Regions from separate parts of the Mus musculus genome. Here regions 2 and 3 are each linked to region 1. A link is a contact called in public Micro-C and promoter capture Hi-C data. All regions are on one chromosome and are shown on one strand. The core of a region is the stretch at or near the end of the contact, and the rest is flanking DNA. Distances in the headings are between cores, read along the strand shown.

Region 1 (4,659 bases), core at 1,212-3,711:
GGTAGTAGCCGCGCTCCAGGGCGAGCAGGCAGAGCCCCAGTACATTGCGAGTGAGGCGTCCCCATGCATTGGGGATTACCAACAGCACTGGAGGGAGGCTCCCAGGGTTGGTGACCCGGCGGCCCCTGGCACAAGGTCCTATGACCCAATCCAGAGCCACCAGCCCATCATCTGCCAGCTGCAGGTACTCACGGGCTAGCTCAGGCCCGGGCCCGACTGGCAGGATGAAGTGGCAGAAGGTTTGCAGGTGGGGTCCCGACAGCCAGGAGCGGGGGCTGGGTTCCAGCGCCGCCGAGCGTCGCAGAGCGCGCAGCAGGCACTGGGCCAGCGCCGACGGCTTGCAAATGAGGCTGCAGCCTCCGGGGAGCGCTTCGCGCCGGTCGCTGAACTGATCCGCGGGGCCTCCGCTCGCCACCTCCTGCTCCTCGTGGTCCCGGACTGAGGTTCGCGCTCCGACAGCGCGCTTCCAGGGTCGCAGGAGGAGCAAGGCGAGCGCCGCCAGTAGCAGCGCTAGAGCGGCCGCCCACGGAGGCATGGCCTGGCAGGACAGTCCCCGGAGGGAGGCACTGGGCTGCGGGGAGCGGAGCTGTCCTCTCGTCGGGCTCCTCGTTCTGTCCGCGCGGCTCCGCCCGGCCGCCCGTGGCTGTCAAGAGTCCTCCCAAGCAGGAGGGCGCGCGCGCTCCGGATTGGTCGTGGTCAGGAGGAGACAGCCAGTTCGGGTCGAGCTCCCCTCGCCCGCCCCCCCACTCCCGCCCCCAGCCCTTTGTACAGCGATTGCGACAAGCTGGAGCAGAGGGTGAAAGAGAGCCGGGCCACAAAGCGGGAGCGAGGACCTGAGGGCCAACCAGAGAGAGCGGAACAAGGAGTGCTAGGAAAGGATTGGGGAGGGGGTGAGGCTGGAGGCCTGGGTGAACGGGAGGTGCCTGCTTCTACCCTTGCCCTCAATGAAGTCTGGCTCCAGGGGAGACCCTGGGTCACTGCACCCTCAGGATCCGCTATTGAGGAGTAGCAAAAAAGCAAGAAGGGAGCAAAGCGCTGATCCCTCGCTGGCTTCACTTTCCCCACTCGCTGCTGCCTTTGCAGCTAGAGACGTGTTATCTCTCTCTCCTTCGCCTGGCCCTGCCGCCCAGCCAGGACCAGCAACTGGGCGATAACTCAGTAGGGCTGGGACTCTGCACCTGGCCAGAGGCAGACTGAAGCATCTGACCCTGACCACGAGTTTGAGGGAGGTGGCTGTCGTTTCTCTGGAGGGCATCCGGGCACTAGCCGGTAGACACTTGTGGCCTTCCCAGCCCACCCCCAAGGACGCTTTCCAAGAGTTAGGCGTCTCCACTACTTATCAAGAAGGACTGTAGGAAAGGAAAGAGGCTCGAGTCTGGCCGAATATGTTGAGGGAGAGGATTAAGGGATGCTTAGCCCCGCGGTGGGGCTTTGGTAGAGAGAAGTGTGGTTCTTTAGGTCAGATCAACATCTGGTCATTTCTGCAGGGGTGGGTGAAATAAGTCCGGGCACATGGGAGAGGCCTGAAATAACTATTTTTTGATGTATTTCAAACCTAAAAAGATTTGTTTAGGGGTGTGTGTATGTGTGTGTGTCTAGGTCAGAGGACAATCTGTGGGAATCAGGTCCCTCCTTCAATCACTTAGGTCCACAGATTAAACTCTGGTCGTCAGGCTGGCGGCCAGCACCGTTTCCCACTGAGCCATCTCGCAGGCCTGTTTCAAACTTTTGATTGGGCGTCAATCCTTAGCTGGATTTCCTTTGCAGCGCTCCCTTGCAAGGGAGGCCGAGCTGAGCACTGTAGCTCCTCGGACCAGTGTTTCCTTGGGCAAAGGAGAGCGGGAATCAAGAAAGCTCTGGCTTCTTAAGGCTTCTGGGCCTAAGACCCTCCCAAAACAGCTCGGGGCTCAGTTCTTATTATTAGCGAGAGCAGGACTGGAGCAACGTGAAGGTGAAGCGCTAGAGCCGGGACCTTCTCTCTGGGACAGCTAGGATTTCATAATTCCGTGTTGAGCGGGTTTGCCAAAAGAGCACACAAGTCTCCACCTGGGTCACCCGGTCCTTAAGGATCTCACTTCCTGCCCTTTGCGGGGTTCCAAGATTCTACTCAGGCGATACAGTTGCGCTCTGATGGTCGCACAAACGCTCCGGGACGCATCTCGGCCGAGGGAGGTGGTTCCATGGGCTTGGAGACCAGGAGATCCTTGGCGACTAACTTTTCCGGCTTTGGGTTCAGGACGCGTGCGCCGGCCTGGAGGCGGGCAGGGGCGGGCCTGGCGGTAGGCGGGGCGGGGCGGGGGCGGGCCTGGCGGTAGGCGAGGCGGGGCGGGGCGGGGGCGGGCCTGGCGGTAGGGGGGGCGGGGCACGAGGCCGGGCGAGGAGGGAGCAAGGCAGTGCGCGAGCCGCGGTCTACGTGGGCGCGCGAGCGGCGCGGGGTCGCGGGCGCGCGCGAGCGAGTGGCGCTGCAGCTAGTTGGTTGGCGGGACTGCTGGCCCAGCTGAAATGGTTCATCCTCCTCCACCTCCGCCCCGGTTGCTTCTGGTAGCCCTGGTGGGGCTCCTGAGCCTTCGCGAGGTAAGGCGACCGGCTCCGGGTAAGGTCTTGGCCGGGGGAATCTCAAAGCGCTTTGCTTCAACTTTGTCCTGGAAAGAGTGGCGCGCGCGAGGGGATTCGGAGGCCCCTCCATCCGTCCGCGCCTCTACTCCTAGAACCGAAAGGGCGGGGCCCTCGCAGAGGCCAACGCCCAGCTCTTCGCCTTGGACCCACAGGTGGTGGCTGAGCCGGCGGAGGAGGCAGGAACCCCTTGTCCTGAAGGCCTGTGGCCTGTGCCTCCACAGGTAGGAACCCTGTAGGGCCGAGGACGAGAAGGGTTTGAACGGCCTCGCTGCACCCTCGGTGGTCGCCCGATTGGGACATCTGTGGTTTCTCCTGCCCTCAGTCTCCAGCGTCTTCATCTCAGCCCAGGGCTTGGGGCTGGTTGTCCCCTTCTTCACACCCAACACGAAGTCCCCAGCTGCTCTCTTCTTTTCTCATGTGTAGGTGTTACCAAGAGTGACTTACACACAGGTGAGCCAAGGACAGGTAAGTACAACCAGTAGCCCATCTTGGGAGCCTTCCCTGGAGGCAGACTGTGCCTCGCAGGTTACCTCTATCTATCTTGGCTCTCAGTCCATTCCTTACCACTTTGTGTAGAAAGAGGTGAGGCTTCCACTTGCCAGTCCCAGGGCAGATGGGTAGTGTGGGGTCAGGGGTTCTGTTGAGTAGCTAGATGCATGGCAAGTAACTCCAAGTTACTCTGAAGGTAGCAAAAACAACCTATATCCCAATGCTGGTGTGATTTGGATTCTCTTGTCTTTCTTGGCTCTGATTTTCTTCTGCAAGAGATGGCATTCTGTCCCTTCAGCTTTGAGAAGTGAGTGAATAGTGCTTGGATTGCAAAACACTATATCATGTTAGCAATGTGTGCTTTAATGTGTTGTAAACAGTTCAATTTTTAATGAATGCTCTTTTTAAAAATTGTTTATATTTATTTTATGGGTATGAATTTTGCCTGTGGGGTATTTTTTGTTGTTGTTGTTTTTAACTTTGGTTAGTTTTGGTTTTTTGATTTTTTTTTTTAAGATAGCACTTCTTCATGTAGCATTGACTGTCTTGGAACTCACTCTACATACACTACAGTAGACCTGGCTGGCCTTGAACTCACAGACATCCACTTGCCTTTGCCTCCAGAGTACTGGGATTAAAACCCTGTGCCACTGCCTGAGGCCTGTGTGTTTGTATATTCAGAAGAGATGGATCTGGAGATATAGGTTGTGAGCTGTCATTTGAGTACTGGGAACTGAGCCTCTGGAAGAGGAGCAAAAGCTCTTAACCACTGAGCTGTGTCTCCAGCCCTCCACCTCTCTCTGACACAGGGTCTCATGTAGCCCAAACTGGTTTCAACCTTCTTCTATAGCCAAGAATGGTCTTATTTATTTTATTTTATTTTTACTGTGTTCCTTTTTTTTTTTTTAAGATTTATTTATCATTATATGTAAGTACACTGTAGTGTATGTAAGACACTCCAGAAGAGGGTGTCAGATCTCATTACCACCATGTGGTTGCTGGGATTGAGCTCTTAACCGCTGAGCCATCTCTCCAGCCCCCTCCAAGAATGGCCTTAAAGCTCTGATCTTCCTGCCCGTTGAAGGGCTAGGATTACAGCAGGTACACCACCGGACGTGGCTGTCTCTTTGTTGCATGTAATCCTTCTGTTTAAGTTATTTCATTGTTCAGAATCCATCTGACTTTATGACTTATTTATTTTTAGTTATGTTTACAATCCACCTGTTATGGCTGATTTCCCCTGTCTGACTTAAGACTTGCATTATCTTCATCTGATTTCTTGATTCGTTTTTCTCCAGCATCACAGGCCCTCACCACACATGTGAATCCAGGCTCATTTCCTCTGAGATACCTACCTTCTTTTCTCTGGTTTCTTTTCTTTTCTTTTCTTTTCTTTTCTTTTTAAAGATTTACTTATTTATTATATGTAAGTACACTGTAGTTGTCTTCAGACACACCAGAAGAGGGTGTCAGATCTCATTACGGATGGTTGTGAGCCACCATGTGGTTGCTGGGATTTGAACTCGGGACCTTTGGAAGAGCAGTCAGTGCTCT
Region 2 (4,278 bases), core at 1,320-3,819, 660 kb before region 1:
AAAGCCCAGGTACCTTGGGTTTCCCACAGCCGTTCTTGGTTGGGTAGTTTTCCAAACGGAATCAGGTGAGATCCTTGGCGTCTGTTCACCCGTGATGGGAATAGCAAGAGGGAGCCCAGTCCGAGCACCCCGCGAAAGATCCCACGGCCATCTCATTTACCCCGGGTTGTTCACTCACCACAGCAGTGCCCAGATCCCTGATACAATGGAGTGGGTGAAAGAGACGAGTAGGTTGTGCCAACGCCAGGTGCGCAGGGGGTCGGTTTGCACGTGTGCAGGCTGGGGCAGGCGACAGAGCACGCGCCGGAGTGCCCGGAAGGTCAGCGTGGCGCCCAGGAGCAGCGGCCAGGCGGGGTGGAACAGTAGGGGCATGCTGACCCTTCCTGCCGTCTGTCTGTCCGCCCCTTAAGCCGTCTCCTCCGACAGTTCTGGGAACACCGTTCCTTCTCTGGCCAGCGCGCCACGATCGTTTCTGCCGCGGGCCGCCAGCCCCACAGTTTCGCGGAGCCCTCAAGGCCCCTTCGCTCCTCCCCGCGTTCCCAGTGAGGCCTCTGCCCGCCCCTGCCGCCCTCGCCCCCGCCCCGCCCCGCCGCCTGCCCCCGCCCCTCGGGCGCCTCTGCCGCGAGGAGGGCGCGAGGCCGGTGTCCCCCAGGGCCCCGCCCGGAATCGGCCGACTTCGAGCGCGAAGGGGCTGTCCTCGCCATCGTTGCCGAGGCACCCTGTCTGGCGCCTCCCGACATCCGAAGGCGTCCTCGGCCGCCCTCGTGCGTACGGCCCCACTAGCCCACTTCCCGACTTTCTCTGCCGCCACCAGCTCCTACACCCTGGGCAGGTTCTGCGAGAACGCTCCTCTCTCAACTCTTTCAGGGCAGAGCTGGGCGGGACCGTCGCACAGACCGGGCTGCTGAACGCTAAACCCGGGGGCTCAGGAGCGCCGCCTCAGACCACGGCTCCGCCCAGACTCGATTCCTCTCTTGGACCGGGATCGACGTGTTTACCTGCTTCTCCCGCGCCCCGCACGAGTGGTGCTTAGGAACTGTTGAGTCACCCACCATCACCACACTTCTCCCCATCGTTCTTGGGCTCCTGGAACACAGCGGTTGTCACAGTCCTCCCTCAGACAGTCCCAACCCTCTTCTGGCTCCTTGGAGGCTGGGGCGGGGAAGGCTGCCGATTTGCCCAGACAGCTGGGGTGACCCTCTCTCCAGGGCAGCGGCCTGGAGTAGATGCGGCTTCTGGCCACTAGGTGTCAGTCTGTCCTCACTGTGATGCGGGATCCAAGCCCGCCTCCACTCCAGAGAGTAAGGCAGTTGCTCTGCGGAGCGGGATCGGCAGACCAGGAGAAAAGGAGCAACCCAGAGGCGGTGCTGAATGAAGGGAGTGTGCCTTTGGGAGGTGGAAGTGGACAACGAGGGCAAAAAGTGGGGACTAGGAGAACGGTGTTTCAAGATGTTGAGGGGCAAAAGCCCAAGCTCAGACTCCCAGGCACCTATGCCTTTTGGGTATTTGCTGCCTTCCCTGATGGTTCCAGGGTTACACATTAACTCCCAGAGGTCCCCAGGGTCACTCAAGGCCCATTCGGTTACTAAGTGATAGCACGATGTAATGTTTTGTGTGAGCGTTTTACCCCAGCACTCCCTCTTTGCTTCCCCAGCCAACTCCGGCCTGAGCCAGTGACCACAGGTTCCCTCCACGTAGGCTAGTTTGGGGCGGGGCAGGGACAAAAAATAAACAACCCTTCTCTCGCCCACTGAGAAATAGGAACGTTGTTAGCTAAGGACCACCTCCTGAATACTGACATTTTATAACTCCCTTAGAGCTGCAGGCGTCATGAAGAAGTCAGGATTTCATTCATCCTGGTCGAAACCCTAGCAGCGATACCAACCAGCCCACTATTTCTGGACAGAAGCATAGAACCTTCTCTGGGTTTCCCCCTACCGCGACGCTATAAGTTTTGAGTAAAGCTCCGAGTCCCCCTACGGCAGCGTTTTGTGCGGATTCTGAGAAACCGAGAGCACTGTGCTCAGTAGTTGTTACAACCAAGAGACCACGTCATGTACTCTTCAGGTGAATCAGTTTGTCCAACTGGGGTTTTCCCGGTCCCTCCCTCGGCAAACACCAAATAACGCCGCTCCTCTCCCCACACAGACCGGCTCGGTTTTGGTGGTTTATACTTTACGTGCCAATCATGAGAATCCCTTTATCTTTCTGAGGTAGTGCCAACTCGTCCCGGACAGTGGGGACTGTATCGATCTTCGCATTCCACTCGCATTAGACCTCTGAAAGAACAATCTTGTTTTTTTGCCGGGCAACATAAGTGGGCGCCTTATCGCTCCAGTCTAACTACCTATGCCCAAGTCACGCGTGTGCGATGTGGCTGGTACGGTTCTGAGCACTGAGGGACTCGTCAAGAAACCCAGAACGACTATTCTCTGATCCCTCGTTGGGGAAACACGACTTAGCCTCTAGGTTGAGTTCAAAGTCAGAGAAAGACGCCGGACTCGACAGACGCCCCCGTTTCGCCGGCTCCGCCCTGCAAAAGTTTTACAGCAAGGAGGAGGAGCTCCCAGATGGGAGGGTCCGCGCACGCGCCGCACCGGGATTCCAGAAGCGTAACTGAGAAATGAGATGGAGAAGTACGAGCGGATCCGAGTGGTGGGAAGAGGTGCCTTCGGGTGAGCCAGGGCGCTGGGGAGGAAATGCTAAGGGAGAAATTAGGGCCCTAATTCTGACCAAGAAATCGTGGCCCTGTTGGCTCCGCCCCGAAGCCAGAGCACCACTATGGGATGCCCCGCCCAGGCATCCGGTCCTTAGGTTTAGGCGGGAGGCCCCGCCCACAGCCAAACCACGCCCTCCAGACCAGCCTGTGCCCTTGGAAGATAGTTTTTCCCTGTAGATTGGTTATTCTTTGCTTCAACTGATAATAAGCGTAAACTGCACAGGTCAGACTGCCCGGAGTTTACAGTTATGACCAAAACAGGCGAGGTACTTCCCCTTTACGAACATAGCCCATAGGTAGTTGATCCAAACAAACAAGATATTGTTAAAACAGTTAATGAAGTTTGAGCAGTTATCAACAGTAAGAGACCGTGCACCAGGTGGGGTGGTACACGCTTGTCATTTCAGTACTTGGGAGCAGATGTAGGAGCATTGCTGTGAATTCGAGGCCAACCTGGACTACATAGAGATTGTCTCCAAAAGAAAAGACAAGCAAGAGCTGAAGAGATGGTTAAGAGCACAGACTGCTCTCCAAAAGGTCCTGAGTTCAAATCTCAGCAACCACATGGTGGCTCACAACCATCTGTATAATGAGATCTGACGCCCTCTTCTGGTGTGTCTAAAAATAGCTACAATGTACTTAGATATAACAAATCTTTAAAAAAGAAAAGAAAAGCAGTTTTTTTTTTTTTTTTTTTTTTTTTTTTTTTTGGTTTTTCGAGACAGGGTTTCTCTGTATAGCCCTGGCTGTCCTGGAACTCACTCTGTAGACCAGGGTGGCCTCGAACTCAGAAATCCGCCTGCCTCTGCCTCCCGAGTGCTGGGATTAAAGGCGTGCGCCACCACGCCCGGCAGAAAAGCAGTTTTTATGGTATACTCTGGACAGGCCTGAACTACATAACTAGCTTAAAACCAGTCTAGGCAACTTAGTGCTACCCTTCTCAAATTTTAGAAAAAGAAAAGAGGGACTGAGGGTGAATATCAGTGGTAGAGCTCCTGCCTAGCGTACTTGGGTTTAATTTCTAAACCAAAAGGGAACTTAAGAAGTTCACCAAGGAAGGTAATATAGCCCACAGGAAGGTGATCCAACAAGCAAGACATTGTTAAAACAGTTAATGAAGTTTGAGCAGTTATCAACAGCAGGAACTTAAGGAGTCCAGATGAGGTGGAAGGTCAAGACTTGAAGAACTGAGCCTGGCTTGGTGGCACACACCTTTAATTCCAGCACTTGTGAGGCAGAGGCAGGCAAAAGTCTGAGTTTGAGGCCCGCCTGGTCTACAGAGCAAGTTCCAGGACAGCCAGGACTACACTGAGAAACTCTTGTTTTGACAAAACAACATCAGCAACATCAAAGCCAAACCAAAAGATCTGAAGAAATGAGGGCCAGGTAGAGTCCTTCTGGTAGATGAAGTAGCATTTGCAAAGACCCTCACATGGGAAAAATGTTATAGCAGTCAAGAAACTGAGAAAAAGACTCCTGTAGTTGGAATGTGGTGAGCAAGGTAAGGAATGTGGTTGTCATGGAGGGTGGGGACCAGATTATGATCTTGTAAACCAGAG
Region 3 (4,599 bases), core at 772-3,271, 680 kb before region 1:
AAGGCTGGCCTTGAATTTATGGTAAATCCTGCCTTAGCCTCCCAAGTACAGGAATGACTGACATGAGCCATTCTGCTTACTTTATTTATTTTGACTGGGGCTGTTTTGGAGGAAGTGTCTAGGAGTCAGCTCCAGGGCCTCACACACGCTAAGCAAGCACTCTTACATGTAAGCTGGAAGCCCAGCTCCTAGCACTCCTGTGAGCTGTAATGGGGGAGATAATCTCCCAGGATATACACTTTCACAATGCTGGACCCTACGGTGGGCTTTTAAAGTATGACTTTGATTCTAAATTGTTTATTGAGGGACCCTGACCCAGAGTGACTAAGTAATTTGCTCAGGATGAAAGGTGACAGCAGAGGCAGAAAAGCTGGTCTTCTTGGCTCCCAAGCCAGTGTGCCTTGCTGGCTAAGGAGACACATATCCTAAGCTAAGTACCCTATGCCACAGCTCCAAGGCCAAGCCCTGAAACTAGATTCAGCTCCTGCCTTATCCAGTTGTCACCCCCAAAACATTTGCTTTTAATCCCCACCTTGCGGATTCCTCACTTCTGATTTCCTTTCTTTGATCTTGATGCAGGGCCTCCCCTGTGGCGCTCAAATCCTAAAGCTATTCCAGTAAAGGCCTGTGCCTAGGCCAGGCTCAAACTGCACTGGACTCCTTTCCTCCTGTCACTCTAGCAGGCTTTATGCAAGGCTGAAGCCTGTTTGCCTTCCACTAATACTCCTAATAGATGTTGACAACATCAGCTGTTTGGGAGGGAAAACAGGAAGGATCAACGAGAAGTGGGATTTGGAGAGATAGTCTGCCTCTTTGTCCAAAGAGGACAGAGGGGAGCGGTGATCAAGGCAGTCGGTCCAGAGCTCCTGTGGCAGAATGAAGATGGTAATAGCTTGAAAGGAAGAGAAAAGCATGTGGTCTCTTCGTTGGGACAGGTAGCAGGGACCTAACTCAAAATGCACATTTATTTGTAGAGGATCCTCCTTATCCTGCAAAACCCCTCCCTTCCTTTGAGGCCCAGAGGACAGGCACTAGAGCAGCCAAAAGAATGTGTGTGGAGGGACAAAAAAAAAAAAAAAAAAGCCGGTCAGTGGTGGCGCATGCCTTTAGTCCCAGCACTTGGGAGGCAGAGGCAGGGGGGATTTCTGAGTTCAAGGCCAGCCTGGTCTACAGAGTGAGTTCCAGGACAGCCAAGACTATACAGAGAAACCATGTCCCGAAAAAAAACGAAAAAACAAAACAAAACAAAACAAAAGGTGTGTGGAGGGAAGAAAGAAAGAAAAAGGAAGAGAGAGCGAGAGCGAGAGAGCGCGAGAGAGCGAGCGAGAGAGCGAGAGAGCGAGAGAGCGAGAGAGCGAGAGAGAGAGAGAGAGAGAGAAAGAGAGCGAGCGAGAGAGCGAGAGAGCGAGAGCGAGAGAGAGAGAGAGAGAGAGAGAGAGAGAGAGAGGAGAGTGCAAGAGAGGCCAGTGAGCCCTGTTCTGGGAAATGTCTCCTAGCTAGGCACTTGGAGGTGATTATGATGTCACTTGTGGAATACTCAGACGCTTTCCCACCCTCAAGGTCAATGGAACTGGCCGCCCAGCCCTGGAGCCCAGATGAGCATTGGGCCAAGGGTTCTACCGAACCCTAGCGCCTTTGGGGCGGTAGCCCAGGCCAGAGGTTGCAGCCTAATGCTCAAGAGCTGAGCCTGGGTCGGGAGGAAGCCAAGTCAAGCAAACTTCCAGAGCCACGCCCAGCCACGCCCCCATCCTTCTGCCCCGCCCCTTACCAGTTCTCTCGGTTCTCTCAATTTTGCGGCCAGACCTTTCCTCAGTCCATCTTTTAACCGTTATTGTCGTCCTGACCCACATCGCTGTCAGCCCAGTTCTTCCACAGGACCCTACCTCGCAGAGTTCAACGTTGAACCTCAGCTTGGTCGAGCCCTCGGCCCAGCTGTAAGCTCCAGTCCAGCCCCTAGCTCCGCCTCATGCTTGCCCAACCCCCCGCCCGCCTCCCCCCCTCAGGTCTTCCAGCCCGGGTCTAAGCGTCAGTCGGGTTCTTCATCCGGGATCTCCAGCTCCTTCCAGTCCCTTCGTCACACCCTTAACGCCAGTACGGGCTTTTACCTTTACCTTACAGACCCAGCACTCAGTCCCATACTTAGCACCTTGCTGGTCCCTGCTTCTAGAAAACTCTAGCCCAGAGCCCCGCCCACAACAGTTGCTGGCCCCGCCCCTTCCAAATTCAAGCTCTAGCACCAGGACCGCCACGCCTTCTGGAGGTTAGCCAGGGACCAATCTTCATGAACGTATGTCCTTGCAGGTATCCTGGCTTTGCGTCTCCTTGGTGACAAGTCCCTCCTCCACTGTGTATAGTACACCCTAAAGCCCCCTAACCCCGGATCGCCAGACCCATCCCCCTCAGATCTACCCTTCAGATTTCCTCCCAATCCCTAGGCCCCACAGTGCCCTATTTTCCTGTTGAGAAAGTAAGGTGACTTACATTCGTGGTAACTCCATCCCAGTAGGAAACCTTCACGTTGCTCAAACACAGCGTCCACACTTCACTCGTATATCACACACGATGACGCCAAAAGTCTACACAGATCTAACATAAGAAGTACATGTGTGCGGGGTGGTGGTGGCGCACGCCTTTAATCCCAGCAACTCGGGAGGCAGAGGCAGGCTGATTTCTGAGTTCGAGGCCAGCCTGGTCTACAGAGAGAGTTCCAGGACAGCCAGGGCTACACAGAGAAACCCAGTCTCGAAAAACAAAAACAAAACAAAACAAAAAAGTATATGTGCAACTGTCCTATACATGCACCTCATGGGACTACACATTCGGGCAGGCCCCTGGGAGAACTGAGTATTGAGGTGACTTCTCACATGCACACTGGGTTAACCAACTCTGTACAAGACGATGTGAATGAATGAGAGCTGCTTCACAGATATCCCTCACGTCACATCTCTCAGTTTACCTCCAATCAGCTTCCAAAGCCAGAATAGGTGTACCTCAAAAAGCAGAGGATAGGCTGGCCATGGTGATGTTTGCCTTTAATCCACACACTTGCAGGTAGATCTCTGAGTTCGAGGCCAGCTTGATTTTCATCGTGAGCTCCAGGAGAGCCAAGATCAGGACTCAAAAAAAAAAAAGAGGGGGGGGGGTAGGGGAGAAAGCCGGATGTGGTGGCATGGGCCTGTGTGCCTTTGTTGGGAGGCAGAGGCAGGCAGATCTCTGAGTTTCAGGTCACCTGGGGCTGACCATGAAACCCTGTTTCAAAAATAAATAAATATAACCCCCTAGTAGTAAGGGTGGATTACTTCCTTAGAGTTGCTGGTCAGGGAAGCCTCTAGAACAATAGGGCTATTTACCACTGCTGTCAGCAACATTCCAAAACTGAATGGTAAGACCCTGTTGTTAATGATGTCATATGTGTTGGTTACAGGACTTGGGACTGAGCCAGAAGTGTCTGTACCAGTGGCCTGGCTCCTGTAGTACAGAAAGTGCAGTGAAGGATTTCTGGGGAGGATCATAACCCAAAGTCCTATTCAGAATTCTGAGTGTTTCATGATAGAAAGGTCACACAGCCGGTTCTGCAGGGAGATCAAACATTCTCCCCTTCAGGAAAGTTCCTTAAGCTCAGGAAGTAAACAACTCAAAGGCTTCAGGAAATCCCTGAAACTGAGCAGGTGTACTAGACCCCTTCTCCCCCAAGCATATTTAAGCAGTCAGGACTGCTTGAGAGACACTCTCAGACAAGCTGAGCTGGCTGGAAGCCCCTCTGATCTGCCCAGTTGTCCGCAGGCTGTGCAGTGTGCTCCTCATTTCCAGCTTTCATAAACTGTCACTCATACTGGAGTGGCTTTCGGTGATGCAGCCGTCTTTGAGTCATTTCTGCTTCTGTACGCAGCCCCTCACCCATATCCCTGTAAGTAACCCAATTAAACTCATTGCTTCTCCAAGTTGGACTTAGATATGTATCCTTTAGTCTACCATCAGTTCTCTATCTGGGACAAATAGATTGTCTCTCTAGGGACACAGTCACACAATACTTAGGTACATGGTAATTTTGAGGTCAGGCTGGCCTACAAGAGACCCTACCTCAAGAAGAAAGGGAGAGGGAGACAGAGAGGAAAGAAAACAGCAAGGAAAGGGTAGTTACTCAGATTTTAACCCAGAGAATCTAGAAGATATAGTTAGTCTCCAAAACCTGATCTCTGAGACGTCAGCCAGTGTGAGCCCTGTTTTAGGAGCCAGGAATGAACAGAATCCCCATAGGGGCTCCAATCCCCAAATCGCTACATGCCCCCACTACACCTATTATCTCTAGTAAGGACTCCAGCCTAGAAAATGCTAATAACGGGGCTGGAGAGATGGCTCAGCGGTTAAGAGCACTGATTACTCTTCCAAAGGTCCTGAGTTCAATTCCCAGCAACCACATGGTGGCTCACAACCATCTGTAATGGGATCTGATGCCCTCTTCTGGTGTGTCTAAAGATAGCTACAGTGTACTCATATACATAAAATAAATAAATCTTTAAAGAAAGAAAGAAAATGCTAATAATGGACTTTAATGCATAAGGCACAGTGTAAGGCTAAAATCATTAAGCATTTTTATAC

Evidence for each region. Hi-C and Micro-C count contacts between places; a contact is called where the count stands out from the background. Capture Hi-C pulls out chosen DNA fragments and counts their contacts.
Region 2: a contact with region 1 is called in a Micro-C map of embryonic stem cells, with 4 times the contacts expected there. The contact joins the promoter of Nek8 here to the promoter of Trp53i13 in region 1. A contact is called at or near these places in 2 of 39 promoter capture datasets (embryonic stem cells and neural stem cells), 8 of 484 Hi-C or Micro-C datasets (embryonic stem cells, myocytes and nephron progenitors), 5 of 115 datasets of contacts at active chromatin or transcription factors (embryonic stem cells, large pre-B cells, memory CD8 T cells and 1 more) and 2 of 9 other capture datasets (liver and pancreatic islet).
Region 3: a promoter capture Hi-C map of liver shows a contact between it and region 1, with 2.3 times the contacts expected there. The contact joins the promoter of Proca1 here to the promoter of Trp53i13 in region 1. A contact is called at or near these places in 1 of 39 promoter capture datasets (neural stem cells), 2 of 484 Hi-C or Micro-C datasets (myocytes and nephron progenitors), 3 of 115 datasets of contacts at active chromatin or transcription factors (embryonic stem cells, large pre-B cells and memory CD8 T cells) and 2 of 9 other capture datasets (liver and pancreatic islet).

Annotation. Positions count from the first base shown.
Region 1 is chr11:77,511,075-77,515,733 of GRCm38.p6, reverse strand. It overlaps Trp53i13 (transformation related protein 53 inducible protein 13), which reads left to right and starts at 2,461. Exons shown (of 7, transcript NM_001024920.1): 1 at 2,461-2,574; 2 at 2,769-2,837; 3 at 3,040-3,081. The coding sequence starts at 2,503. It overlaps Abhd15 (abhydrolase domain containing 15), which reads right to left and starts at 617. Exons shown (of 2, transcript NM_026185.4): 1 at 1-617. The coding sequence starts at 535.
Region 2 is chr11:78,174,957-78,179,234 of GRCm38.p6, reverse strand. It overlaps Nek8 (NIMA (never in mitosis gene a)-related expressed kinase 8), which reads left to right and starts at 2,569. Exons shown (of 15, transcript NM_080849.3): 1 at 2,569-2,675. The coding sequence starts at 2,629. Tlcd1 (TLC domain containing 1) reads right to left here and starts at 577. Exons shown (of 4, transcript NM_026708.2): 1 at 179-577. The coding sequence starts at 372. It overlaps Mir7653 (microRNA 7653), which reads right to left and starts at 408; the gene lies at 348-408.
Region 3 is chr11:78,192,124-78,196,722 of GRCm38.p6, reverse strand. Proca1 (protein interacting with cyclin A1) reads right to left here and starts at 2,021. Exons shown (of 4, transcript NM_001368876.1): 1 at 1,769-2,021. The coding sequence starts at 1,850. Rab34 (RAB34, member RAS oncogene family) reads right to left here. Exons shown (of 10, transcript NM_033475.3): 10 at 4,530-4,599.